3 separate regions of the Mus musculus genome follow, and regions 2 and 3 are each linked to region 1. A link is a contact called in public promoter capture Hi-C data. All regions are on one chromosome and are shown on one strand. The core of a region is the stretch at or near the end of the contact, and the rest is flanking DNA. Distances in the headings are between cores, read along the strand shown. Region 1 holds the start of Ppa2 (pyrophosphatase (inorganic) 2). Region 2 has its middle 33 kb from the start of 4930539C22Rik. Region 3 has its middle 74 kb from the start of Mir1895.

What was found. Promoter capture Hi-C pulls out the DNA fragments that hold promoters and counts their contacts.
Region 2: a promoter capture Hi-C map of the 3T3-L1 cell line shows a contact between it and region 1, with 7 times the contacts expected there. The contact joins the enhancer-like site here to the promoter of Ppa2 in region 1. A contact is called at or near these places in 5 of 39 promoter capture datasets (the 3T3-L1 cell line, the C10 cell line, the HPC-7 cell line and 1 more) and 1 of 115 datasets of contacts at active chromatin or transcription factors (astrocytes).
Region 3: a contact with region 1 is called in a promoter capture Hi-C map of second pharyngeal arch cranial neural crest, with 6 times the contacts expected there. The contact joins the enhancer-like site here to the promoter of Ppa2 in region 1. A contact is called at or near these places in 11 of 39 promoter capture datasets (the 3T3-L1 cell line, the C10 cell line, the HPC-7 cell line and 6 more), 1 of 484 Hi-C or Micro-C datasets (the HPC-7 cell line) and 1 of 115 datasets of contacts at active chromatin or transcription factors (astrocytes).

Annotation. Positions count from the first base shown.
Region 1 is chr3:133,307,544-133,312,476 of GRCm38.p6, reverse strand. It overlaps Ppa2 (pyrophosphatase (inorganic) 2), which reads right to left and starts at 2,367. Exons shown (of 12, transcript NM_146141.2): 1 at 2,196-2,367. The coding sequence starts at 2,337.
Region 2 is chr3:134,388,057-134,392,989 of GRCm38.p6, reverse strand. No RefSeq gene overlaps it. Among named protein-coding and RNA genes, the nearest start is that of 4930539C22Rik, 33 kb to the left of the region's middle. Within about 2 kb of position 1,894, at least 25 of the 459 cell types and tissues checked have an H3K27ac peak or open chromatin away from gene starts, as enhancers often do.
Region 3 is chr3:134,312,014-134,316,946 of GRCm38.p6, reverse strand. No RefSeq gene overlaps it. Among named protein-coding and RNA genes, the nearest start is that of Mir1895, 74 kb to the right of the region's middle. Within about 2 kb of position 2,631, at least 4 of the 459 cell types and tissues checked have an H3K27ac peak or open chromatin away from gene starts, as enhancers often do. A contact at or near this core is called in second pharyngeal arch cranial neural crest, where this site is marked.

The DNA of each region.
Region 1 (4,933 bases), core at 1,118-3,617:
TTGAACAAACACCTGCAGTGATTCTCTCTGCATCTGCAACAGCCAGTTTCTGCCTTTTTGTATAGACACTGGGAAGCCCTAAAACAGCTACAGCCTCTTTTAACTCTTCTGCAGCCATTCTGTAACCTACACATAGAGATGTATTTACCACAGGGTGTGTATGCGTGACCTTGGAGTTAGCAGTAACTAAGATTGGAATCGAGAGCCTGGTTTGAGCTGGGGAGATAACTAAATTGGCAAAACCCTTGGCTGTGCAAGCAAGCAGTAGGATGTGAGTTTGCTCCCCAGAACCCAGGTAACAAAACCAAGCAGGATGGTGCATGCTTATTGTCCCAGTCCTGGGGAGGCAGAGACCAACAGATCTCGGTGGCCCCTGGCCATCTAGCCTCACCTACCTCCAGATCAGTGACACGCTCTGCCTCAAAAAATACAATAAACAGCACCCAAGGATCAAGACGTCATACTGCTGGCATGCACCTGTGCACAAAGAACCTGTGTTTGCCTGCGCCAGTAGTCAGGGGTAAAGTGGGGCTCCATAAACCCCATGCAGCGTCTCAATTTACTGTTATTCCATTAATTCTGTCACCGTAGAAAGACTACTGTGTTTCTGATAGGAGACATTCATGACATATTACTGCACTTATTGAAAACCCAAGACACGTCCACCGTATTATACCCACAGGCTTTTCTGCTTGGGCTTTCTGCCATTATATAACAGCATCTCTTCTGGAAAACACTCCCAGTGGCTGTTACATTGTAACTTTGGGAATATAACCCATTCAGAAATGAGCACACATATTAAGGGCTTCCCTTCCTTCTGTTGTTTTATTTTTATGGTTGCTCTTGTTTGGAGACTGTTGTCTACCCAGGATCCGGTTGTGTACACACCCTCTTTTAAAAGACCTAAATCCATCTCGCCTCAACAAGAAACAAGACAGGGTCTCTTGTAGAGGAGCAAACAGAAACTAATTGTGAAGAAACTATTTATTATAAGATTTATTACAATGACAAGAGTTTGCCATTCGAAGTGCCCCATGTGTTCAATCCAGGAGACAGAGGGAGGTGTACTACTGTGAGTTCCAAGCTGCCCAGGGCTGCCCAGTGAGGCCCTGTCTCAAAATAATACAAAAAAAAAAAAAAAAAAAGAGTTTAAGCTAGGTTTGCTCCTTTATCACAAAATAATCTTCAACCTTCAGCTCCAGAAAAGTAACTGTAAAAATCAAAGTACAGTTATTAATGATTTCAAGTTATACTATAAGTCCGGTGACTTCTTTGAACATACATAGCCGCTTCTGCAGCCCTATCTTATAGGGGAAAAAAATTCTAATACTTAGCAAGTTAAGACACTCATCCAGCATGGGGGTCTCGGAACAAGATTTAGCTTCACCTCTTCAGGGCGGAACCTCCTAAGAGGTGTGCACAAGCCTTGACATTGCAACCGCTCCGCTACCTGGTATTAAGTAAAGGAGGCCTGAAAGCAACCCATCTACGTGGCTATTTTCACGCGATTGTTAACGAGACCTACAGAGTGAAAAGAAAAAGGAAAGTGGCCAGGAGCTTTTCTGTCTTTGGCGTCAGCCCAGGGCAGCCCAGACGGCCCTCTTTCTAGGTTTTGCTCAACGTACAGGGCAAGAAAAGGCACCACATTCTCGCCAGAACGCCGGCCAATCTCCTGCTTGTGGATGGCATTCAGGGTGCAAACTTTTAGGTTAAAAACTCAGTTGACTGTTGCTGTTTTTAAGTTAACCTTACCAAACAAAAGGTTTCGTGATGGCGTTGTGCACACAAGCCTATCCCAGCGCCTGGCTCACATTCTCCTCCCACTTCCTCCCTGCCTGTACGCCTGCGCTGACAGCAAGGTCGCGGTCGCAGGCAAACTCGCTTTCGGAGTGAAGACCCCGGTCCCCAAAGTTCTGCGGCCGTACGGAGGCGGATGGGCTTAGCAGCGCCCAGGAGGCGGCGCGGGCGAGCGGCGGGCCACGGCGCGGAGGTCAGCGGGAGGAGCTCAGCGCCGCGGGCCGGCTGCGGTCGCTGCAGAGGGCGGTTGGCCCCGCGCCACCCTGCGCACCGAGACCGGTCCCCTCCGCAGCGGGCTTGGGCGCGGGCTGCGGACCCGGCCGGGCAGAGCAAGGCAGGGCAGGGCACGGCGCCGCGGCCCCTCCGCCGGCCGGCGCGGAGCTGGGCGAACGACTTACTGAAGAACAGGCGGTAGTCCTGCGAGCGGGGATGGCCCAGCTCCTCCGTGCGGTACAGGGACATGACGCGGCGCGGAGGGCGGGCGGCGGCCCCCACGCGCCACCCTCGGCCGACGCTCAGCAGCGGCAGCAGCGCGCGCATGGCGGACGGTCTGCGAGAACCGCAGGGTCGGTGCTGGGCCCGGCGCGGCCGCTCGACGGCGCCCCCTGCCGCCCGGAGCCCGCACTGCCTCCCCGCGGTCGGCCTCAAGTGGCATCAAGTCCCACCCTCTTCTGCATTCCTGGGGCCACCTACCTCTCCACTTTGCTCCACAAGCCCTCAGAGGCCGAAGACCATCAAGACAAGGACCTTAGAAGCCCCAGGAATTCACCACCACGCACCCACTCACACACTGTCAGTGTCTGCGGTCAGACTTTGATTACATTAATGTAGCACTTGGTTGCATGCATACCTCCAGAAATTTCTAAAGGAACATCCAAGCCGGAAGGAGGGAGTGTACACACACGCGCGCGCGCGCGCACACACATACACACACACACACACACACACACACGACTATAATGTATAATGATCGAGCGTCCTTGTGAAGACATCTGACACAGATTTATCCTAAATCTGTAATTCCCTCAAACGCCACTTCCTCCATAAGGCCCTTTAATATTTAACCCAAGTACAGGTAACTTTTAACTTCTCTGCAATTGCATACTTCACAAGTATTTCTGTCTGGTCCGGTGGCCACAACTAGTTACAACAGCAGTCTTTGCAGTCTGGTCCAGTAACAACGGGAGCTGTGGTTCTAAGGAAGGAACCAACCATTGCCCTTTTCTGTAGACCAGTTGATTGGGAAGACCTCACTGGAATGGTCTTCCGGACCTCTACCAGTTTCTGCTCCAACTGTGAGCAAGGCTCACATCCTCACCTACTGGGTTCTTTCTGCATCTAAATTGTGACAGTTAAAACCCAAACTGGTTTTACCCAGGTTTCAGAAAGGATCTCTTAGAGGTGCCACTAGCCACTTAGACATTGCTTAGCCTAGTCTCTAAAAAATTTTGACATTAGTGGCTTTGTAACACGTCAACATGATTAGGCGGAGTTGCAAGCTAAGTTGTCCTATAAAAAATGGAAACATTTCCTTCCTGCGTTTATTTCATTGATTTATATGATTCTGCCTATGTTAAAAAAAGAAAGCTTAAAATTTCACCTAAACTTCAAATATTGGATATTTGAGAAAGAAATTCCTACTGAAACAAGGTTCTGGGCTGTCTAATAGTCTAGATTCTTAAAATTAGCATCAAATTCCGGGTATGTGATTTAGGAACATATTACTTTATGGCATTAAAAAGAAATGGCTTGATTTTGAACATATAAAATCTCATCTTTCATTTTCTATAATTTACTGAAATACCTGTGGATCAAAACCGAATATACAATACATGTTATGAGAACAAAGTTGGCTTACTGGTTAATTTTAAAATACAAATTTCTGAAGATATTTATTCAACAATAGTTGTCCATTTCAAATGTAGACATTTGGAACCTAACTCGCTGAATTTCCTCTGTGGACATCTGTCACTATCATGTAGCAAGTGTGGGGGTTTGAATAGGTAAGGCCCCCATAGACTTATGTGTTTGAATTACATAGGGAGTGGCACTATTAGGAGGTGTGGTCTTGTTGGAGGAAGTGTATCACTGTGGGGGCCTGGCTTTGAGGTCTCCTGTATCCAAGCTCCGCCCAGTGTGGAACACAGTCTCCTCCTGACTGCCTTCCAATCAAGATGTAGAACTCTCAGCTTGTCTAGTATGGCTGCCTGCATGCTGCCATATTTCCTTCCATAGTAATAATGGACTGAACCTCTAAAACTGCAAGCTACTCTCAATTAAATGCTTTCCTTTATAAGAGTCGCCTTGGTCATAATGTCTCTTCACAGTAATGATGAAATTAAGACAGTAAGTGTGTGTCTTAATTTTTAATTCTAGGACTTTACAAAACAGGGGTAAAGACAAATGTTCAAAAAGCTCTTGAGCACAGATCCAGAATTTACAAATAAAAGAGAAAACTGGCTGAGCTTGGAGGGTTGGGGTGACTGGTATGTAGCCGAGCTTAGCCATCATTCTGATTTTGTATCTGAGAATAGTGAGGTGTCCAGGAGCCAGTCCAATGTGGAGCCCAGGAGACAACTATAGCATGGAACTTGCAGGACTTGCAATATATTGAATAGCTTTTAGTCTATAGAAATTTAGCTTATGGTCACTTCACAATAAACAAAATACCAGGTTGCTAACATGAGAGACAACCTTTGAGCTTTTCAGATTTTTAATTAAATGGCTTTCCTTTTCCTGAAGTATGTGTGAAGCAGATGCTGTTGATTTTCCAACTAAACAGGAGTGAAAGCAGTCCATGTAAATGGTCAACTCTAGGTTGGAGACCTGAGTGGGCAGGGGTACCCACCACCCCAGACGAGGCCCAGATGATTCCAGTATAAGCTGCAGATGCCAGATACAGAGCTGCAGAGTTTGGTGTTCACCTCCTCAGTTTAGGTCTTGCTATGGTCTCATCATTCTTAACTATGCCCTTACTGCTCTCTGTTGGATTTTGTGCCATTGTATATTAGAAATATGTAACTTTTTCTGCTGGGTCTCACCATAAGAGATTGATTGAGCCCCAGTAGAAACTTTATGCTTATACTTTTGAATACTCCTGGAACATTTATACTTTGGGTACTTCATGAAATGTAAT
Region 2 (4,933 bases), core at 645-3,144, 1.1 Mb before region 1:
TTCTGCCAGCCAGGGAAAGTGCCCCACACTGCAGAATCTCATTCACCAGGTTGGGGGATGGTCTCACATTGTTAGGAACTTAAGAAAGATAGAGATGCTTTAATCTCCCTGTACTTATCCTATACTACAGATAACAAAGTGGACTCAGAAGATACGCAAAATCTTCATCACAGTCCATCCCCCCTCAACAAAACCAAGTGCAGAAGGATGGCAGTTAAAACTAGGGCTGGTAATTGGTAAGAGATGGGGCAGAGGAGGGCACTGCAGTGTTGATGGCAGTGGGTAATAGATCACGCCATTTTAGCCTAAACTTTTCTTGATGTCATGTGTTCCTATTTACCTTCATCTGTGCTCTGTCTTCTGTAATTGTGGCTCTAATTTAGTCCCTGCCATTAACTATGGATTGCTGACTGCTTTTGAATCAAACATTAGTGTTTCACTTTATAATATAATCACTTATCATTCTGGAATGCTCACTTATATCCATAAGATCTACTCCACCTCTACTATGATTGGCAATGCCTGGTGTGCTACCAGTATGTGTGGCTTTGGTTTCACCAGCCCCAACTCTAACACTGTATGTGCTTTCATTTCACCTTCTATTTAGTGACAACCCCTTATTCTTTCACTTCACTGCTTAGTGTCTTTTCTTCCTTCTTTCCTTCTTTTCCTTTCCTTTCCTTTCCTTTCCTTTCCTTTCCTTTCCTTTCCTTTCCTTTCCTTTCCTTTCCTTTCCTTTCCTTTCCTTTCCTTTCCTTTCCTTTCCTTTCCTTTCCCTTTCTTTCTTTCTTTCTTTCTTTCTTTCTTTCTTTCTTTCTTTCTTTCTTTCTTTCTTTCTTTCTCTTCCTCCTAATCCTCATCCACTTCCTCTTCCAACATAGAACTTTTCTGTTTTAACAGAGAAGTTAATTAGACTCATGGTTTAAAGGGATCCATTCTGACATGTTAGGAGTATGTAGGCACTGTCTATGATTGTGAGAGCTTGAAACTCAGCTTGTTAGATGTGAGCAGGCAAGGAAAAAGAGAGCTAGCCTGTAAGAGGGCAGCCTATGAGCCTGCCATAACAGAAGCCCATCAACCAGACAGACCATTATCCTAAAGTTTTAGAACTTCCCAAAATAGTACTATACCTAGAGTCCAAGAGTTCAATGTGAGTTGCTGAAGGACTTCTGTACCCAAACCATACCACTTTCCTCCCTCATAGGTTCATGTGTGTCTAATAGAATATTCACTCATTCCAACTTACAGAATTCCTACCTCTTGAATGTTTCCAACATTCCAAATCGAAATCCAAAGTATTTTCTTTGATTAAAAAAGCAACAAAACAACAAGAAGAAGAAAACAACCTTAATTGTGAAGCCTGTGAAATTTAAAAAGAAAAAAAAAAGATAAATTGTTCCAAAACTAACAATCCCATTCCAATTACAGAGAAACAGAGGCTAACAAAGACAATGACTAAAACCAAGTTCAAAAGACAGCAAGGTAAATGTTAAATCTGCTTCTCCAAGTCCAGTATCTTGGTTACTCAAGACATCACCTGATCTCTGTTTGGCTTGATAACCTTAACTCTGAGGCCCCACCATGTGAAATGTGTGTGGCCTCTCTCATGGGCCAGCTTCACCATGAACCTATAGCTCTCCTTGGCATTCATTCAGTGTTTCTGACTTTGTTACCATCCTGGGATCTCCAAGGAAATGTGAGCTTCATCGTCATAGCTTCACACATCAGCTTCTAAGGGGATCTTTTCCTAGTACACATTGCTTGGCCTCATTAACGTTTCTTTTCTGAACTCTTGGCACAAGCTTCCATTTCTCTGCCAACATTGCATTGTATAACCCTGCCAACTCTGCACCATGTGGACACCACCAAGTTCAGCTGCCAGCTCAGGCTATAGCCTGTCCCAGTGGACCATGTCTGAGAGCCGGAGTAGCTGAATAGGAGCCTGAAAAGGATCCTCTTAAGCAGTATTGTCTGAATAAGGTATGACTGCATCTCCATCTCACAAGGCATTGGCAATCTGTGCATTCTCCTTTTAAATGAAAGGTTTTGTGGTTGATAAGCTCAATGGCACTGATTTTCCCTTTGACAGTGAGTATCTCCCTCTCACTGCTGGGACTCCATTGAATTTGTGCAGGTCTTATGCACGTTGCCATAGCCTCTGTGAGTTTATATGTGTCTGGAAGACAATTTTCTTGTAGTCATCCAGCACTTCTGCTTCTTATAATCTTTCTGCCCTGCTTTCCACAGAGGTCCCTGAGCCTTGGGAGGAGGGACTTGGCTAACATATCCCAGTTAGGAAATTTTCTTGTTCTCTTCACTCTACAGTTGTGAGTCTCTTTGTTAATTCCCATCTACTTTAAAATAAAGCTTAAGTGATGTGGGTTAAGTGAGACTCTGACCACCAAATTCCAAACTGCAAGGCAGGCTCCAGGCTCCAGTGTAGCTGGCCCACACAATGCTATTTTTTTTTCTTTACTTTGATTCTTTTTGTTGTTGTTGTTGTTGTTAGGGTTTTTTGTTGTTGTTTTGTTGTGTTTGATTTTTTTTTTTTGCCTTGACAGTCATTTATTTGTTTTGATTTTTGTGTCTCACTGTTTTTGTTTTGTTTTGAGACAAGGGAGAGCAGGAGGGAGAGGGAAAGAGGGAGGGAGAGAAAGAGAAGGAGGGGGAGAGAGAGAGAGAGAGAGAGAGAGAGAGAGAGAGAGAGAGAGAGAGAGAGAGAACAAAATTGAATGAGTGGGGAGGTCGGAAGGCTAAGGAAGGATTCTGGGGAAAGAGAAAACCATGATCAAAGTGTTTTATATGAACATGAACTCTTAAAATAAAAGTCGAGGTTCAGGATGCATTTGTTCTAAAAATGCTTGCTAAGTAAAATTCACAAACTTGGCTACTTACTGGTTGTAATGCTGAGACCAAGGGAGGTAGGATGACCTTAAACATACTTGTCAGGTTTCTTATTCTTACAGTGATTTATAAAGTGGTATGAACCATGTAACATAATATAGCAAATGGGTTTAGAAAGAACACAAATTTGCATAACCAAGGACTTTTGTGGCATTATCACATATTCCTCTGTTATTTTTAAGGACAATGATTAAGCTCTCCGAACAGCACTGATAAGAATCTTTTTTTGTGTGTGTGCTTTTTTTTTCCATTTTTATTAGGTATTTAGCTCATTTACATTTCCAATGCTATACCAAAAGTCCCCCATACCCACCCACCCCCAATCCCCTACCCACCCACTCCCCCTTTTTGGCCCTGGCGTTCCCCTGTACTGGGGCATATAAAGTTTGCAAGTCCAATGGGCCTCTCTTTCCAGTGATGGCCGTCTAGGCCATCTTTTGATACATATGCAGCTAGAGTCAAGAGCTCCGGGGTACTGGTTAGTTCATAATGTTGTTCCATCTATAGGGTTGCAGATCCCTTTAGCTCCTTGGCTACTTTCTCTAGCTCCTCCATTGGGGGCCCTGTGATCCATCCATTAGCTGACTGTGAGCATCCACTTCTGTGTTTGCTAGGCCCCGGCATAGTCTCATAAGAGACAGCTACATCTGGGTCCTTTCGATAAAATCTTGCTAGTGTATGCAATGGTGTCAGCGTTTGGATGCTGATTATGGGGTGGATCCCTGGATATGGAAGTCTCTACATGGACCATCCTTTCATCTCAGTTCCAAACTTTGTCTCTGTAACTCCTTCCAAGGGTGTTTTGTTCCCACTTCTAAGGAGGGGCATAGTGTCCACACTTCAGTCTTCATTTTTCTTGAGTTTCATGTGTTTAGCAAATTGTATCTTATATCTTGGGTATCCTAGGTTTTGGGCTAATATCCACTTATCAGTGAGTACATATTGTGTGAGTTCCTTTGTGAATGTGTTACCTCACTCAGGATGATGCCCTCCAGGTCCATCCATTTGGCTAGGAATTTCATAAATTCATTCTTTTTAATAGCTGAGTAGTACTCCATTGTGTAGATGTACCACATTTTCTGTATCCATTCCTCTGTTGAGGGGCATCTGGGTTCTTTCCAGCTTCTGGCTATTATAAATAAGGCTGCTGTGAACATAGTGGAGCATGTGTCCTTCTTACCAGTTGGGACATCTTCTGGATATATGCCCAGGAGAGGTATTGCTGGATCCTCCGGTAGTACTATGTCCAATTTTCTGAGGAACCGCCAGACTGATTTCCAGAGTGGTTGTACAAGCCTGCAATCCCACCAACAATGGAGGAGTGTTCCTCTTTCTCCACATCCACGCCAGCATCTTAAGAAAAAAATTTTAAGGTTTATTTTATGTTTTTTTATTTGTATGTTCCTGTGCATGTATTTGTGCACATTCATGCAAGTGCTCTTGAGGGCACTGAACTACCTGTAGCTGAGGGGACAGTTAGTTGTGAGCCTACTGACATGAAGTGGGGAATCAAATTCAGATCCTCTGCAAGAGCAGCAAGTGCTCTTAACCACTGGCAATCTCTCCAGCTCCTGATGAAGTTCCTGAATATGTACAGATTTCCTTTTCATATACTTATCAGTTTTGAGGTAGGGTCTCATGTATTATACAGGGTGGCTTCCAACTCACTCTATAAGTAAGGACAACCTTAAACTGGTTGCAGACAACCTTAAGCCTTAAACTGGCCTTTTTTTTTGCATCTATCTCTTGAGTTCTCTAATTGCAAGTATATACCATCATGCCAAGCTTATGTGGTTTTGAAGATCAGTTTCAGAGCTAAGCAAGATCTTTAAGTAATTGAGTTATATCACAGAACCTTATATGATTTCTTTAAAACTCTAAAATACTTTATTTCTGTTTTTAATTATGTGAGTATGAGTATGTACACTCGAGAGGAGTTCTTGTGGAAGCCCAAGTGGGCATTGGATACCCCTGGCTCTATAGAGTTACAGGTGCTTGTTAGCTACTAGAAATGGGCATTGGGAACTGA
Region 3 (4,933 bases), core at 1,382-3,881, 1.0 Mb before region 1:
TTCCCACTGTATAAATTCAGTTAGTTCAGGCTCGCTGATACCCCAAGGAATACAGTGGGTCAAACACTTTGTTTATGACTTAGGAATCCCTCAGTACATCCAGCTTGGGCCATAATCCTAACTCAGCAAGCTGGGAATAAATGTGAATTTCAGGCTCCTGCTTTATTGAGAACATAATTCACACAGACAAACACTGGACTGAAAAGCTTTGAGAGATTGATCTGATTTGTATCATTGCTATGCATGGCTTATGAAAACCTGGCTTACCCTGGCCTCCTCTATTGGCTGTGCACATGGCCTTGGCCAGCTCCAGCCATTATTTTGAAAAGAGAAGTGAAGGAATTATATCTTCTATTTTGCTTCTTTTTAATTCTGTTAATACATGAGTTGAACAAATATATACAGTAAACAAGCAGGGGAAAGTAAGGTCAAATATGGAAAATCGCTCATGACAGTAAACAGAGCCTTGGTATGCATGTAATAGAAAATGAATGCTTGTGTTCATCGTTCAATGCAATATAGCAAACCACGTTGTTTACGTGCAAAAGAAAACAATCTCACTTTCTCTCTGTTCTCTCTCTTCAGGGTCATCCCCCTGACTTTCCCAAAGCTCTTCATTTTAGGAGGAGGCATTTCCTGTAGTTTACAGCTGGTTGGTGAGCCACTCTACCCTTGCCTTCCACCTGAAAACCTGACAACAGATGTGCATTGTATTTGAAACCTTCTATTTTCTCATATTTACTTACAGCACTTCATTATTCAGTCTTTCATTTGTAGGTGTTTTGTTTGTTTCCCCTCTCCCATGTTGTACAGTGCAATCCTTGGATGTAGAGGTGTAAGAGATAAAGCTGGATTAACTGGACTATTCAATGTGATACGCAATAGGATTTTCACTGAGATATTCCACTCCCTCTTAAGTTATAGGCGCTCATTTCATTATTCAGTGAACTCTCCAGCGACCCTGCGATTTCACTCTATAATTTATGTTTCCTGATACAATTCAACAGTGTAATGCTATGACTTATGAGCTTCATTTATAATTTGATCATCTCAGTATAATGCATGTTTTTCTACATGATTTATGTACTTTATCCTATAATATATGTGTTTCACTATATGATATATGTTTTCATCAGCTATGTATTATGGCAACGGTGACACGTTCCTAGCAAAGGAAGCAGAATATCCCAGCCTGAGGGGAAGTCTGGGGGTTAATTGCAATCAATTCACCTTCCACACAATTACACTTCCATCTCCGAGAGCTTGTGAAGTGAGTCAGCTTAACATGGCAGCCTTGGGGAGGCACCTGTGCCAGTATCCCTGTTTCCTAGATCCAAGAGAAAGAAAATCCCAGCAGCAGAACAGGCCATCAGAGCTCCATACTTTGGTTTACTTCCAAACAACAACCAAAGGTCATTAGTCACGTGCCAGTCCTTCTGATATGACCTGATTCAGGCTATACCAGGCCCATTTACGGAAATGCTGGAAATAGTAAACCTGCATTGCACATAAGCATTTCTTTTTTAGAAAATTTATTTAAGAATGATATTGCAACAATCACAGGTCTTTGCAGAAAACACTTTGAGACAAGCATTTATTAAGCTCATTACTACAGCAAACATCACTGAGTTGTGTGTCAGGCATGTTCATTTAGGAAGGTTCCCTTCTGCTATAGTTACCCATGGAATACTCCACAGACATTCATTATTATCATTCACTCATTATTATTCCACAGACATGCATTAAGCAATTAATTTGTTCCAAACAAATATGAAACAAACCAAAAGCCCTGGCTTCACAATACTTACATTCTATGGTGGGAAACAAGCAATATGCAAAAATGAATAAAAAGTAAAATAACACTGTAGATTATAATTTGCAGGCACATAAAAGAATAAATGCTCATAGGTGGGTAGTAATGCTTATCTTTATTAACTTAAGTCTACATTTTATTTTGATTTCTTGAGTTTTTATCATTCTTCAGAATTTCATACATGTATATGATGAAATATGATCATATATATTCACCTATTTCCCTCTCAAATTCCCCTCCCTCCTCTTAAAATGTTTCCTTCCCAACTTCATGTCTTATTCAGTCATCAGCTCCCAAATCTGGTTGCTGCTGCCTATACGTGCCTAGTTATACTGGTGCTGTTTAAATTAAGTAGGGACATGTGAAAGCTTTGTTAAGAAGAAAACATGGAAACAAAGAATTAGGACACGAGAGATGTGAGTATTAGTATAAGGAAAGGAACAGGGTGTGCAGAAAGCTTAAAGTTGAAGTAGACCCAGTGTGGTCTAGAATGAATGAGGATATCAAAATGGCAAGAAGAGGATAGATATGGTGTAAGTAGAGGAAGAATTTTCAGGAAAGCAAAAAGAGATCAAGAAGAGCCATGTGGAAATTGTAAAGACCTTGAAGCTTCCTGTGCACAAGAAGGGAGGCCTGAGCTAGAGAATGGAGTGCTAACCATGACCTGAGCTGCCTGCAGAGCTACACTGTGTATGCTACACATGGTTATACAGAAAGGTAGGTCAAGGAAGTATAGGGTTATTGCACAAGTCTGGGCTAAAGTAGAGTGTCAGTGGGTCAATTAAGAGTGGTAGCCATGGAGATGGTGAAAATTATTCAGAGTCTGGATAGTATTTCCAGTTAAGCTGACAATACTCTCTGAGGGACTGCCTAGAGAGTGAAAGGGGGAACAACTGATTCACAAGGACATTCGAGTAGAAGATTAAAGCAAACACTTCAACACTTACTTAATATATTTATTTTACTGTTAAAATTGGTGAAAGAAAATTGGATTGTTGCATGGTTTTTCACATAGAAAGAATATATTGATACCTAGAGAATTAGAAGCCAGCCCAGTCAATTTTTTTCATATGTATACCCAGATCAAGTTCTCCTGCCTTCCCTTCTCACATATTTAGTTGGTTTTATGCATGTTTGTATACTCATATGTGTGATTATCTTTAGTTTAGAAATATGAATACAGAATAGTTGTGCCTATAGGTATCATGTTTTCCTTTGTTTAAATAAATTAGAATCATTCCAAACAATTATGAACTTAATTTTGCTTTCATCAATACATATATCAAATACTAATAGTTTATTGGTTTGAGAATTTTATACATGAATATAATATGTTCTTATTAAATTCACTTCCCATTTCTGCTCCTATCTCCCTACATACAAGTTTTCTGTTTCAATTTCATATACTTTTAAATTTCTTTAAAAATTGCTTTTTTATTTTTTCTTGGGGAAGCTTATATAATACATTTTATCATAATCTTTCTGGTTTCCCAACTCCTCCCTGATTCTCTTGCCTTGCTACCCAACTTTATATTGTGTTCTTTATCTAAAGAAGGGAAGGGGGGGGGGAGAGGGAGAGGGAGAGGGAGAGGGAGAGGGAGAGGGAGAGGGAGAGGGAGAGGGAGAGGGAGAGGGAGAGGGAGAGGGAGAGGGAGAGGGAGAGAGAACAAGAAGAAGGAATGAAGGAAAGGGAAGGGAAGGGAAGGGAAGGGAAGGGAAGGGAAGGGAAGGGAAGGGAAGGGAAGGGAAGGGAAGGGAAGGGAAGGGAAGGGAAGGGAAGGGAAGGGAAGGGAAGGGAAGGGAAGGGAAGGGAAGGGAAGGGAAGGGAAGGGAAGGGAAGGGAAGGGAAGGGAAGGGAAGGGAAGGGAAGGAAAGGAAAGGAAAGGAAAGGAAAGGAAAGGAAAGGAAAGGAAAGGAAAGGAAAAAGAAGGGAAAAGGGAAAGGCATTAAAAAAAACATGACATGAAGTATAATTTGTGTTGGTCAACTACTCCTGCATATGGGACCTGTTGTACAGTGTGGTTGATATACTCAATATCATTCCATTGATAAAATTTGTGGGGAGCGGGTGTGGCGGCAGTCCCAAAGGCGCCAGGGACTGCAGCTAAGTCATATGACTTGCACCTGACTTCCTCATATAAGACACAAACATCTTGAGTGCTGCGCAGGTGTACCAGGATACAGGTGAATCCAATTTGGTGGAGATTTGCCCCTGCTGCCCTGATTAGCTGAAGCCTCGTGACTGGCGAGGGGGCGTGGCCTGCGGTTCGTGGATGAGAGAGAGTATAAAAGGAGTGAGAGGCCCAGGGTTCGGGGGAGATATAAACAAGAAGAATCAGGACTGAATAAACTGCTGTTAGAAGGACTGGTGGTCACGTCGTTCTTGCTGGTCGAGAGCGGGCGCGACAAAAATTGTCTTTTCCTTTCCCGGCAGCTATCATTTTGCAAATAGTTTCTTGGCTAGAGGTAGGATTCTGTGCCTATCTCATCTTCTTTGTGGTGAGTTTAATCTGGCTTGAACTTGTGTAGATCATGTGATGGTGTCACAGTCTCTCTGGCACATCTACCCTCTTGAGTCTGGAAATGCTATTTCCTTAAACTCATCCACCACCTCTGGCTCATATGATCTTTATGCCCCTTCATCTGCATAGACCTCTGATCCTTGAGGGGAGAGTCAAGATAAGAACAGGGCTGAGTGCTCCAAAGTCTGGTACTGTCTGCACATTGTGGGTGTCTGTGTTAATTACCACCTACTGCCCAAAAGCTTTTCTAATAGGAGTTAAGTGATGCACTAGTTTATGTGTACAACAATATGTCATTAGGAGTAATTTCATTTCTATGTTCATTAAGCAGATAATACTCATAGGTTTTCCTCTAGGCCTGTCACCTCTCTAGTCTCATGTTCTTGGCCTCATTAACAATGTCAGGAATAGGTTCCATCTCGTGCAGAAGGCCTTAAATTCAATTTTTAAAAAGTTAACCCAACAGCATCTGTACCACTATTGCATCCGTAGGAACATCTTGAAGGTAGTTCACAATTATAGCTCAGGGGCTTTTTGAGTTAGTCTCTAAAAATACTGATTATTTGAACTCATTTAAGTCACTCCACAAATCCTTAGA